Regions from separate parts of the Oryctolagus cuniculus genome. Here region 2 is linked to region 1. A link is a contact called in public Micro-C data. All regions are on one chromosome and are shown on one strand. The core of a region is the stretch at or near the end of the contact, and the rest is flanking DNA. Distances in the headings are between cores, read along the strand shown. Region 1 holds the start of THAP2 (THAP domain containing 2). Region 2 holds the start of TBC1D15 (TBC1 domain family member 15).

Region 1 (7,030 bases), core at 1,465-3,964:
TTCCTTCTCAAATTCTTAGAAAGAACACTTCTAGAATAGATTAGTGATACTTCAGGAGGAAAACAATGAGCAGAGGGTCAAAACAAGAATCCTTTTCTTAAGTGCAGCATCTGTGAAAAGAAAAAGAGCAAGATGGCTCATTTCTGACAAGTTACTACAGAAGCCAAAATCACACAGGCAAACTGGTTATTGTCCTATAATTTTTTTGCAATATCATATGCCTGTTCATTAATAAAAAAAAAAGCATAAGCATAAAAATTAATGAAAGCACACAGCAGAGGCTCAAACTGGCAATGAAGAGGCAGAGAAAGGCCAGCACATTTGCCTCCTCTTTCTGTAACATAAAACAAATTCAGAAAAAGCTTGCTGAATGTGCATAGTTATCTTTTACTTATCTTGATTTGAGCATTTTATACTAAACTGTAATACATATGTTTTAATAGGTTTTCTGTTTAATTCAGAATGAAGAACAACAAAAAAAAAATCCACGGAGAAGAAAAATACCTTGGGCAGTGGTTTCCTAACCTCAAGAGAATGCTTACTGTCTTCACAAAGTGAAATATACACATAATTTTGTCTGAAAGAATCCTTAAATGCTCCTAACTCAATTTTTATCACATAAGTCAAGCTTTTTAGCGCCCTAGCACCAAAAGCTACTTCCTACCTAAATGTACATTCTTTGTACCCCATATAGCGTGACATCTGGGAAAGACCATTCTTGCCTTAAGTATTCTATAAAAATAATTTTGAGAGTCTTCCAAACAAACGTCATTATATATACACTTCATATGTAATGAATATAATAAAAAATTACCACACAATGGAAATTACAACTAGTAATGAAAGTCCTCAGTAAACTACTTCATGCAATTATTGCAGAGTCAGGCATGGTCTATAAACCCATGATGAAACAGGAAACAAACTGATGACTGGTTCCTCAGCATAAATCTTAAGAAAACTCAGTAATGCTAAAAGATAACTGAAAAGTGAGAGCAAAAATATTTTGTTTTCCTTCTCAACTTGTCCATAATCTCCACCATACTTACACATTCTCCCCTCTAATTATTAAAACGCTGTTAAATTTATCTTTCTCTGGCTAGCCCACATCTAGTCAACATTAATAGTTACAAAATATCCAAAAGTGAACGGAGGAAATAGAGGAGTTAAAACTTTTAAAAACAATGTACGAATTTAAAATCTCTGAATTAACATGGCTGGTAAAAACACTGGGTCTCTCTTCCTGCTGCCCTCACCCTCCCTCTCCCACCCCACTTTAAAAGGCAGCATGAGAAAAAATATATCAAGAAAGGGTAAAAACAGAATCACAAGAACAGAATTATGAGGAACGAAACTTTACAATCCAAAGTGCAACATGACATAATCAATAAACAGTATTTCTCAAAATATTTACTATTTTTTCTCTCTTAAAATCGAAGTCAACTTCACATGAAGTTCCTGAACCAGCAAAAAAAAAAAAAAAAAAAAAAAAAAAAGCCAACGAAAGTTGGACGTCTGGTTGGTGTACCATGACAAATCCGATTTGACAGTCTTAGAGCCTACCAGCTAACCCCGACCCGCAATACGTTAAAGAGCGACATACCCAATCAAGCAATTCTAAAGACACATCGCCGTCGTTTGACACATGACAATTAGCACAGAGCTTCCTTTATAAGAGCACACTGACACGGGGCCAAATAAGCGGTTCTGCAGGTTCAGAAAAGTTCCACTCATCTCACAGACCTAGCACTGACGCTAAAAGGAACTTCAGGGACACACCCAGGGCAGACCGCCACGTTAAGGATACAGCTCTTCCGCGGGGGAGAGGGCTCTCGCCAGCTCTGGCCGCTGCCGAATCCGGATCCCGCGCCTCCTCCCAGAGGTCTGCCCCCGGGCTTGCCTCCTCGCTCGCCCCCTCCGCGCCCCCGACTCCAGCGACTCCCACCCCTGTAAGGCCTGCCTCGAAAGCGGAAACGGTCCAAGGCGAGGTGGCTCCGCTCCCAGAAAGACGGCCGGGGGCTGCTTTCGGACAGCGAGCTCGAAGGCATCCGCACCGAGGGCGGGTGAGACCGGAACGGTTCTTTGGGCCGGTAGCTGCTGGGTCCCCTGAGGTGGCCGCGCTCCGACGCGTGCCGCGAGCGTGAGAAATTCCTCAGCTGCTGCCGAGAAGAGGACGATGACGAGGAGGAGCCAGCGCCTCCGCCGGATCCGCCGCCCCGGGCCGGGTGAGGAGGCCTTCGCCGCGGGTACGGCAACAGCCCGCCGCCGCTGCTGCTGCTGCTGCTCCGGCTCCGGATCTGGCTGTTGTTGTCGTCGTCGCTGATCTCCCCATCTTCAAGCTCCCCTTCTTCCTTCGGCGAGAGGCCGCTGGAGGCCGGGGCCGGAGTGTCCTCGGTCGCCATCCGGGCAGCTGCGGCTCCCGCACCACTTAGCCCTCCGTCCGGGGATCCGCCCGACAATTGCCTTCCTCCTCGGCCCTCTTCTTTCCTAACGGACCCGGTCGGTGCGGCCTTCCCGCAGTCGGACACCTAGCGGGCTCTGCTCCCCAACTTCCCCGCACCCCAGCTCCTCCTCGCCGGACCGTCGCTACCCCGTTCCCTCGCCTAGCGCCCCCTTGCTCTTCCGCGGCTGAGGTTCTTCCGCCTCGCGAGAAAGGGGCTCTAGCAGCGGCCGTGCCCGAGACGTCACTTCCTGCGCCTCGCAGGAAACGGGCCTCCCAACTCACGCGATAACAAAGCAGGTGACGCGATTTCAGAGGTTGGTGCGCGAGTCTCAGCGGCTTCGTCTTCCGGCCTGTGGCTCACACCTACCGCCCGCTCGGGACTGGGTCAGCTGGGTGCGTGCCGGGATGGGCGGGCTCCTGTTAGCCACAGCTTTGAGAGGTTCTTAGGGCTTGGAGGGGGAAGCGCCTTTTCCTTTGATTGCTCCGAGGACTGCTGCCAAAGAAACGGAGTAGATCTACTCCCTTTTGAGGGAGGGAGCAAAGAGCGGGATTTGTCAGCCATGTTGGTGAAGGCAGACGAAGGCGACTGCGGCTCCTGGATGGTTGGCTCCGTGGGTTCTAACCCGCCATATTAATAAAGAGAACGGGGAGGTTGACCCCCTCTTCGCCCCCACACACAAGCCCTTCTTCCCACCCCCACTTTCGAGGCTAAGCGCAGTAGGTCCTTGGTCTGCCTCGATTGTCTAACCTGGGCCGGAAGCAAGCTTAGCAGCCGGCGCCTCAGAACAGGCTTAGAACAGCGCCGAATGAGGGGGCAAGGGAAATGCCGACCAATTGCGCCGCCGCGGGCTGTGCTACCACCTACAACAAGCACATTAACATCAGCTTCCACAGGTAACCTGGGCGGAGAGGAGTGGGACCGGAAATGGGAGTTCGAGGCTGGCAGTTGCTTTCGTGGAAGAAAAGGAGTAGCTTTCCCAGCGAGTTGCTAGGAATCATCATTTGGACCATTGTGTGTGAATCCTGAAATCTGTCCAGGTTTTTTTCTCCTTTCAGGGAAGGTTCACTTCTCTGAAAGGAATGCAAGTGCTGGATGGTGAGGGCCTCTTAGAGAAAAAGGCACAGGAGGAGAGCTTGAGTTGCTACTTCTACTCCTATAGATTAGATCAGGTTTTGACATAAAGGCGCCCTCAGGGTGAAAGATCGTCCCCATCACAGCGAGCAATCAATCACCTGTGAAGCCTGCTGTGTTCCCATTAAAATTAGGAACTTCTCACTACCTGAATTCACATGGGAAGTATTTAGATGTTTAATAGCCACACACAGTAACTCTGAGGAATTGAGTCCTCATTGATAGCCTTGGATTAAACGATGTTAATCAAAGTGCAAAAGATAAACCTCTTATTACAATAATAAAAACCCTGATTTTATTTTTCCTTCGTTTGTTTGAAGAGTGTTCTTACTAGTCAGAGTAGTAGAAAGAACGTAGGTTTTATTTTGCCTTCATTTGTTGGAAGAGCGTTCAAAATTCTTTAATTCTGTCAAATCAGAATTTCTGAAAGCACTTTGAACACTATCTTGAACAGTTACTCACTAAATGTTTCCCTTCTTTGTAAGTTGCTGGCAGGTGCCTAACAAAAGAAATATTGAAGTCATGTGAAAACAGTTCTGATTTTTGTATACCTCACAAGTTAGATGGTGTTAGAATGTAGGAATTTATATTCTTGATGTTTACCCTACCTATTACTCAATGTGGTCCCTATCCAAAGTGTCCATTTAGAAAAAAAAAAAATCTTGCAATGCTTCTATTTTTAAACTACTTCATTAAAAAGATAGTTCTATTGTTCATTCACCCATCAAACATACAGGTGAGATCCTAAATGCCTGACATTCTACCAAGACTTCACAAACATCTTAACCTTTCTGGAGTTTAGCATTTAACGGGAAGAGAAAGATATGTAATAACAGTTAATTGCCACAGAAAAGACAGAGAGACCTAATGGCCTTGGAAAGTCAAAGAACGCTTCTCAAAAGATGCTATGTTTCAGATGAGACCAAAGAATGACAGACCCGGTCCTCTATCTACTTAAGTATTCTCTGTTTCATTGGAAAGATCCTTAAGCCATGGAGGGTTTAAAAAGAATGGCCTGATTAGATTAGCATCTTAAAAAGCCCTGTGGCTGTAGTGTGGAGAATTACGTTGTTACTGAAAGTACTGGGCAAGTGTCATCAGAGATGAATTTGTTGAGAAAAATTTTTACAGAATGTTAATTTACCCACAGTTTCCTTCACAGAAGAATCCCATCAAAATGTCAGCTGAACTAAACACTGTCCTGCTTAGTTGATGTCAGCACTGGATTAAGGGAGAGGAGAGTTAATAAGGAAAAGTTGTTAGGAAGCTGTAGTAAGATCTGGACAGGTCACCTAGGGACCTATGCTGCAGAGGTATTGATGGAGAAAAGTGGACAGATTTTAAAAATACTTGAAACTTCTAGATTTGGTAATTTGATTTGGAAGATGAGAAAGATAAGTCCAGGCACCAATAACAATGTTGGAGAGATGCATGGTGGTACAATGACATGCATACAATTTGCTAGCTATGAATTTAACACATTCATGTATAAACTCAAAGTTGGATCTTAAAACAGCATTAATTATAAAAATACATCTATCTTAAAAAATATTTCATTAACTGACTCCTCTTTATGACACTAGTTGACTTTTTCATCCCTGTGTTACCTAAACTATCTCCATTTTTCTTACCTCTTATTCAGCCCATTCCATCTTTGGGTCTACCCAGTAATCTGAAACTGCCCTTGGCTAACATTTCCATATCTCTAGATTGATTTGTCATGGCATGTGACCATTTCCTCCTTGAGATAGTCTCTGCTTTTGAATTATTTAACATTGATTTTGTGATTTTCCTCTTTCTTGGCCCGTCTTCAATCTCCTCAGCAGCCCTTCTCTCCTATGCCCTAACCAAGGTCTTCACACTGTTGTCAGGATAATTTCAGCTATGCCTGTGGTCTCGTGAATATCCACTGCTCATTCTCATATCAGTGTCTCCTGTCCATATCTGTCTACTTAGTTACTGGTTTCTATCTGGTTCCTCAGATTCATCATCGGTACTGATGAACTGCCATTCCCCCAAATGGACTCCACTTCCTTTCTTCCTTCTCTCAGTAAATGGAAACACCATCCATCCAGAAACTTCAAAGTCATTCTTCCTTGACTTCTTACCACTCCTTCAGCAGGTTATTACAACAGCCTCTTAACTGGTTGACTGCATCCATTCGGGCTCTTCTAACCAGTCTACTGTTATCAGTGGTGTGTTGCTAAATGTTTAACAACCATCTCTCCGGGGAAGGGAAAAAGCCCTGATTTAACATCGAGTTTGCCTAATTTCTATGATTATAAATACTCTACCAAGGCTTATTTCAAGTTACTAATACATCACTGATCATGGAATTAGGAAAAGATGTGCAGTACTACACTGTTCTGCAGTACTTCCACCATACAGGCACAACAGACATAAATAACCTTAAGAGTGTAGATAGTAGGGGCTAATGTTGTGGCATGGTAGGTAGAGCCACCTCCTGCAACACCAGCCTCCCATCTGGGTTCTAGTTCGTGTCCCGTCTGCTCTGCTTTGGATCCAGCTCCCTGCTAATGTCCTGGGGAAAGCAGCAGATGATAGTCCAAGTACTTGGGCCCTGGACCTCTGCCACTCACATTGGAGACTGGAAGAAGCTTCTGGCTCCTGGCTTCAGCCTTGCCCAGCCTTTGTCACCATCTGGGGAGTGAACCAGTATATGGAAGAACTCTGACTCTGTGTACTCTGACTTTGAAGTGAATAAATTTTTTTAAGTGAAGATAGTTGTAAAAATCATCAGGAAAGTAAGGGTTTTTGAGTATTTTGGTTTTATTTAAATGTAAATTTATATTTTTAATAAAGGCTATGTTTAATAAGCAGTTCAAAAATATTCTGTTAACAGTCAGCTCTTGAAATTCAGCCCTTTAATTACTTATCAGTGCCATTTTTGATGAAGTTGAAGGCCCTCCAGCATTATTTCTAGTCTTACCACTCTTCCTTGTCCCCAGGATACTCTTAACACTCTTCAGTACTCTCACTCTAGCTTTTCTAATTCCTGCTCTTAAGCTCCTGACTCGATTGGTCCTTCCTGTTTTATGGCTCAATGCAACCCTGTACTTACCTGTTTATAAAGACTCATGAGACTTATAATTATTTTATAATAAGAAGTAACCATTAATAATTTACCACATACTGTAAATGAGGCCAAGCATTTACTAACATTTTCTCATTTAATCCTTAGAACCATTCCTACTTCCACTTTATGGACGATAAAAAAGGAGACCTGGGGCAGGTATTTGGCACAGTTAAGACGGGGTTGTAACTACTGCATCCCATATTGGAGTGCTTGGGTTTCCCAGCTCCTCTCTCTCAGTTCTAGCTTCCTGACAATGCACCATTTGAGAGGCAGCAGGTGATGGTTGAAATAGTTGGATCCCTGCCACCTATTGAGTTCTAGGTTCTCTTCACTTTTTTTTTTTTTTGACAGGCAGAGTGGA
Region 2 (7,030 bases), core at 1,178-3,677, 190 kb after region 1:
GGTGGGATCTGAGATTTTGTAGTTATCATTTTTTAAATTAATTTTTCACTTACTTGAAAGGCAGAGGGACAAAGAAAGATATTCCATCTGTCATTTAACTCCCCAAATGCCCTCAGATAGCCAGGGCTGGGCCAGGTTAATGCCAGGAACCCAGAATTCCATCCAGATTTCTCACATGGGTGACAGGAACCCAAGTACTTGAGCACTTGTTGCTGCCTCCCAGGGTGTGCATTAGCAGGAAGCTGGAATTGGCAACAGAGTTGGGATCTGAATCCAGGCACTTTAATATGAAATGTGATGTTCTAACTGATGTATTAACTGCCCTACTGAATTCCTGCCCCAGATTCTTCATTTCTAACAAGCTCTCTATGTGGCACCAGTGCTGCTAGTCTGCAGACCACAGTGAATAGCAAAGGTTAGGATTTTTTAGGTTCAAGTCATCCAAGTAAAAAAGTCTAGCAGGCAATATGTGCAGGAGCTAGAGTTTAGGAAAGAGACATGATTGTAGAGATACTTGGGAGTCATTAGCAGACATGAGATAATGATGCCAGAGATGGCTAGTATGCCAGCCAAAACAATTGTGTTTGGAGAAAACATAAAAGAAGTCAAAGGATAGCCCATGGATAGTGCCAGCATTTAAGAAGCAGTTGGAGGATGAACCTTAAAAAAAATCAAGTAACACGGGGCCGGGGCTGTGGTGTAGCAGGTAAAGCTGCCGCCTGAAGTGCCTGCATCCCCTGTGGGTGCCAGTTTGAGTCCTGGCTGTTCCACTTTGGATCCAGCTCTCTGCTCTGGCCTGGGAAACAGTAGAAGATGGCCCAAGTGCTTGGGCTCTCGCGCCTGTGTGGGAGACCAGGAAGAAACTTCAGGCTCCTGGCTTCGGATCAGCGCAGCTTTGGCCGTTGTGGCCGTCTGGGGAATGAACCAGCAGATGGAAGACCCCTCTCTCTCTGCCTCTGCCTCTGTAACTCTGCCTTTCAAATAAATAAATAAATAAATCTTTTTAAAAAATCAAACAGATGCACCTGGGATGCTGCATTTTTCTATGAGAAACCTTCTGTTTCCAAGCTTATTATACAAATAATAGACAATTTATTTAACATTCTGTTCCTGGCTCAGTGCTATGCGTTTCAACTTTTTCTAAAAAACACAGGGTCTAAGAAACGTTAAACATTTTTTGCTGATCACATCTTACAGCTGAGTTGGTGGAAAATTCAATTAGGACCAACACCGAAATTTAAGAAGGTTCTAGAGATGGTAATTCAGTGCATGCGGGAAGGACCCTCTGGTCCTCACTCAATGCTGGTTACTGCTAATAGGCTCATTTCTCCACGTTATTCCCTGTAGGTGAGCCACTTTCCTGACTGAATGCCAAGTTTGGTCATGGGTATCTGGGTGATAGTTGGAGTCTCAGATGCCTGGCCTGCCAGTCTCATGGTGTCACACATTTATTCTTATCTAAGGTCCTACTATCTCCCCAACCTATTAGGTTCCTGATAGTCAAAGAACCTGCAATTCTTCTCTGTTCTCTGTTCTCCTTTGCCTGCCACTTCCCTCAATGGTTCTCAAAATCCCTTAACCTTTCTCCACAGTGTGAAAACACAATTACTGCAGTAGGCACAGGTACTTTTGGTGCAAGGGGATTTTACTCGGCCTTGGGACCAGGAAAGTCCCACATCTTGTGCCGAAGCCACAAGTGACAGTAACCAATACATTCTCTGCATTGTTTTACAGCACCGAGAACAAACGAAATCATTATTTTCCTATGTTTACAAATCATTTTAGCACAAATGCACAGCCTTTAGATCTCCATAACCACCTGGTGCATGAGTAATTCCTTTTCAGCTTTAGTTTGGATGAATTTAGAAATTTGTTTCAAATCAGTTATTAAGTAACTCGAGAAGCTATCAACTACAGACTCCGGAGCACGAGGGCGTGGTATTATCACAGTTCCTATCAAAATACCTTGCTGAAGGTCATCATACATGGTTGGCAAAAGTCTGTGTGAGTCCCTCGGATTGAAAACTGGGGGTAATTCAATCCTTCTCATAAGGCTACGATCCCGAGTTTACAATGAACAAACCGGGGCTCAAAGCTCGTTCGTAGCCTGCCTACGGACACAAAGCCAGGATCCCATTTGCTGGCTCCCAATGTGGTGTTTTTTTTTTTTTTTTTTTTTTTTTTTTCCATCCCACCAAACTGACGTGGCCTGCTATAGGGTCAGAACGTCGCCCCCAGGCAAACCCCAACATAAACGCGCTTCTTTTCGGGGCTCCTGCTAAGAAAAACAGACCCGCTCAGGGGCAAGCCTGAACCAGACTCTTCCCGGGCGGCCTCTATTGAACACGTACGCGTTGGGCGACTCCTCCCGGCCCGCCCTCTGCCTCCGCGCCTAGACGGCCACGGCCACGGCCACGCCCCGCCCCTGCCAGCCCGGATGTCATTTTTAGTTTTGCCGGATGTTGTTGTGAGCCGGAGAGACACGTGAGGCTCTGCTACGTCATCACCAGGCACGCGCAGGAAACATGGCGGCGGCGGGTGTTGTGAGCGGGAAGGTAAGTAACGGCCCCGGGCAACACCCCTGCCTTTCTCTGGAACGCGGGCGCTTTTGCTGCCCGGAGGCGGGCGGGGGAGGGCGCTGAGGACCTATCTGCATCGGAACAGCCCGGGGCGGGTGGAGGAGAACCGCGGGCCTGGTGGTGTCAGCTGTTTCCCCAGGAATGCCGGTTCAGCTGGGGACGGAGACCCGGCAACTGCTCCAAGGCCAGCTAGGCCTCCGCGCTCATCAGCTCTGCCCTGCCCCGGAGCGTGGAAGCGTCTATGCGTATTGTCTTTACGGAGGCACAGGTGCTTCCCATGGCGCTCTCACTTTTAACCTGACTCATTCTCCCCTGACTCTAGTTTCTTAAGTCTACTTTGACTCCAGCGTCTTTTCTGCCTCTGAGGCCGTCAGCCTCACTTGCCCCTTAGCTTGGCTCTGGCGAAGGTGTCCGTGGTCTCCTCCTCGGAAGGAGCTGAATATATATGGCCCCAGGCAGCTGTGCGCTTGGAAGAGAAGAGTATACTGGAGTCCGTGTTACTAATCTGCCAAGTTGGTTGAAGGTTGGGAGCAGTGAGGGAGCTGGAGATTGCCGCCATTCCACGCTTGTATGGGAAGGCGGTGGTTAAAGTGTCTTCTTCCTAGACGTCTCTGGGATGTTTCCGTGGCGGCGGGGTGGGAGGGTAGACGTGGTCAGCGACACCTGGTTGGTGAGGCATTAGGATTAGGTGCGGAGGCGATTGCGTCGCAGAGCGCACATTCACATTCCGAAGGCACATCTTACGCATATTTAGGGCACTCAGGTTTATGACAGGTCACTGGCAGCGTTTCCCATTGCGGAGGTATTTCATAAACAGCTGGGACTGACTGGTAATGACTCATTGAACCCCAGAGACTGTTTACTCGTGGCAGATAGCTTCCTCTATTCCTTGAGTTGCCTCATGTGCTCCCTGCTGTCTTCCACCCCGTTTTGAATCATTTGACAGTGTTTGGTTTGGGGTCTGAAATAACTAGAGCAGGTACCAGAATAGTAAATATGATCTTGGTTTTGCTGTTAGCCTGAAGTGTGACCTTGGAAATCGAGGCAGTTATGACTTCCCTGTTCTTCATTTTTATCTGCAAAATGCTGCCAAATTTATCTGCAAAGGTGTTGTCAAGGATTATGTTTATTGGAGTTGTTCGGAATACTTGCAACTAACAAAATATAACAAAGATGCCAAACTTGTATGTACTGGTACTTTTAAACTGTAGATTGGACATCCTTTATTGGGTTACTCTTGGCTCTTGTCAGTTTCTCTCTCCTTTTTTTTTTTTTTTTTTTTTTTCTCTTTGTGGTTCTCTGCATCTTCATTTTTATTTATTTTGAGATGCAGAGAAACAAACCTCCTGTTGCTCACCAGAGCTGGGAATTGGGAACTCCATATGGGTCTACCATGTGGGTGGTAGGAATTCAGTGGCTTGGGCCATCACTGCTACTACTTAGGGTTTGCATTAGCAGGAAGCTGGGATGAGAAGCTGGAGCTGGGAATTGAACCCAGGCAGGTGTCTGAATTGCTAGGCTAAATGGCCACTCTAGTTTTTGGTCTTTTTATATAGAGGATGGATGCTGATCTTCTGCTTGACTTGCCACATAATTAAAAGCTTATCCTGTTTGATTTTCCATGTGTACTGTTCTAGTCTACTTTCCAGGAGGGGATCCTTACCATGTAAATCATACCTCCCTTTTACAGGTTTGGATTTGATGAAGTAGAGCTGTGAAGTTTAAAGTTTTTTTTTTTTTTTTAACTCTTTTTGCAGCTGCCACCTTTTGTAGTCTGATTTCTTAAAATTAGTTTTATATTATATAACTATCATATTCTTATTCACTTCAAATTCGTACCTGTTCCCGTAACTCCACTGAAACTAATTTTCTCTGCTAAAACCTTTCTCAAATAATGCTAAAATGATGAGTAGAATCCACACAGTCTTCCTTCAGTGAATTCAGGGGTGGTTTAAAGGAGTCGTCATTTGTCTGGTGGTATGTAAAACAAATTTGGAAGCAACCATTTCTATAGCACTATCTAATCAAAAACCAAGTCCTGCAAGTTTTACCTTGAAGAGATTTCTTAAATTTGCTGTGTCTTCTTTACTCTCAGTATGTGGTTCAAACCTTTAATCTACCTATCTGCCTCTAGTCTTTTTTTTTTTTTTTTTAATTTATTTGACAGGTAGAGTTATAGACAGTGAGAGAGGGAGAGACAGAGAGAAAGGTCTTCCTTCCATTGTTTCACTCCCTAAATAGCTGCTATAGCTGGCACTGCACCGATCCGAAGCCAGGAGCTGGGTACTTCCTCCTGGTCTCCCATACGGGTGCAGGGGCCCAAGCACTTGGGTCATCCTCCACTGCCCTCCCGGGCCACAGCAGAGAGCTGGACTGGAAGAGGAGCAACCGGGACTAGAACCTGGTACCCATAAGGGATGCCGGGGCCGCAATCGGAGGATTAACCTAGTGAGCCATGGCGCCGGCCTCTACCTCTAGTCTTATGTTGTTGCTGATTTTTCTTTTTTTCCATTCGGTGCCCACAATCCCTTCTCTGTACTACCTCCGGAGGTATTTATTTATTTTTAATGTGCAATCTGATTGTCTTTTGATTTGAAAAAATGAGCAGACATGTAGCACAGCAGGTTAAACCACAGCTTGCAAAGTTGTCATCTCATATTGGAGTACTGGTTGAAGTCCCTGCTGATCCAGCTCCCTGCTAATGTGCCTGGGAAACCAGTAGCAGATGGTCCCTGTCATCCATGTAAGAGACTTGAATAGAATTTCTGGCTTTTGTGACCATTTGGAGAGTAAACCAGTGGATGGAAGATCTCTCTCTCTCTCTTTCACTCTGTCACTCTTCCTTTCAAATAAATACATCTCAAAACAAAAATCCATCATTTTATTATTTTCACTATTAAAAAAATAAAGTTGGCTTTCGTGCCCTAAAAAGACATGCTACCTTTTATACTTCTGCTTCCCTGTCTTGCTTCTTTGAGACAGAAGAGGAAGAAATGTGTGTGTGTGTTTATTTCTCTCTCCCCAGGAAAGTTTAATTAAGACTGTCTGTTTTAGAAGCCCTGTAAAGTAGATGGTTAACCAAAGCTCAGAATAATCACCTGTAATAGTTTAAAAAACGTGCAGCTGCTAGCTACCAGCTTTGTTGAATTGGAGTTGCTCAGTGTTGAAATCTAGGTTGCAGAGTCATTTTTGTTTCAACTTTGTTTGCTTTGAACTTTGAGTGTCAGGAAGTGACAGAAGTTAATCTTTGTCATCTGGAGATATGGGATAAGGTAGTAGTTAAGAACTCGGATTTTGCCGGCACCGTGGTTCACTTGGTTAATCCTCCGCCTGTGGCGCTGGGTTCTAGTCCCAGTTGCTCCTCTTCCAGTCCAGCTCTCTGTTGTGGCACGGGAAGGCAGTGGAGGATGGCCCAGGTGCTTGGGCCCCTGCATCCACATGGGAGACCAGGAAGAAGCACCTGGCTCCTGGCATTGGATCGGCGCAGCGTGCCGGCCGTATTGACCATTTGGGGAGTGTACCAACAGAAGGAAGACCCTTCTCTCTGTCTCTCCCTCTCTCACTGTCTATAACTCTACCTGTCAAATAAAAAAAAAACCTCGAATTTTGTAGCCAAACTAATTCTTGAGTCAGATTGTTTAACCTCTCTGCTTCAGTCTCCTCATCTTTATTGTAATGACAGTACTTACTTTATGGTATTGATATGAAAATTAATGGCTTAATATATTAGAACAAAGTTTGGCACATAGATGTTTTCTAGCAAATCATGGTTAGATATAGCAGAAATGTGGCCAGCGCTGCGGCCCACTTGGCTAATCCTCCACTTGCGGCGCTGGCACCCTGGGTTTTAGTCCCTGTTGGGGCGCCGGATTCTGTCCTGGTTGCTCCTCTTCCATTCCAGCTCTCTGCTGTGGCCCGGGGAAGGCAGTGGAGGATGGCCCAAGTGCTTGGGCCCTGCACCCGCATGGGAGACCAGGAGGAAGCGCCTGGCTCCTGGCTTTGTGCGCTGGTCGTAGTAGCTATTTGAGGGGTGAACCAATGGAAGGAAGATCTGTCTCTCTCTCTCTCTCACTGTTTAACTCTGCCTGTCAAAACAAAAAACAAAAAAACAAAAAACAGAAATGTAAAGATTTGGAGTACTTTATTGGTTTGGGTGTGAACTTTGCTTTCAAAATTGTTTCTAATTCTCATTGTTATTTTAGGAATTTAAAAAATATCTTGATTTAGAAGACATATAATATTTGACTGTGGATGAAAAGCCATCACAATAAGGCATTGGTTAAGGAGATATGGGGCCTGTTTGCCTAGTTTCAAACCCAAGCCCACTGCATTGTAGCTGTGTGACTTTGCCCAGTTTCCCCATGGGGATAATAGTTATACTTCTGTAATGAATTGTAAGGAAATGAGGAGTTAATTGCAAAGCATTTAGAATAGCATGGCCTTAAGTTGGT

The links. A called contact is a pair of places that touch in the nucleus more often than the background predicts.
Region 2: a contact with region 1 is called in a Micro-C map of ear pinna, with 7 times the contacts expected there. The contact joins the promoter of TBC1D15 here to the promoter of THAP2 in region 1. A contact is called at or near these places in 3 of 6 Hi-C or Micro-C datasets (ear pinna, psoas muscle and an unstated tissue).

The regions. Positions count from the first base shown.
Region 1 is chr11:74,231,641-74,238,670 of mOryCun1.1, forward strand. THAP2 (THAP domain containing 2) reads left to right here and starts at 2,715. Exons shown (of 4, transcript XR_007919501.2): 1 at 2,715-3,334. It overlaps ZFC3H1 (zinc finger C3H1-type containing), which reads right to left and starts at 2,702. Exons shown (of 35, transcript XM_002711333.5): 1 at 1,805-2,702. The coding sequence starts at 2,399.
Region 2 is chr11:74,419,066-74,426,095 of mOryCun1.1, forward strand. TBC1D15 (TBC1 domain family member 15) reads left to right here and starts at 2,428. Exons shown (of 17, transcript XM_051845672.2): 1 at 2,428-2,555. The coding sequence starts at 2,526.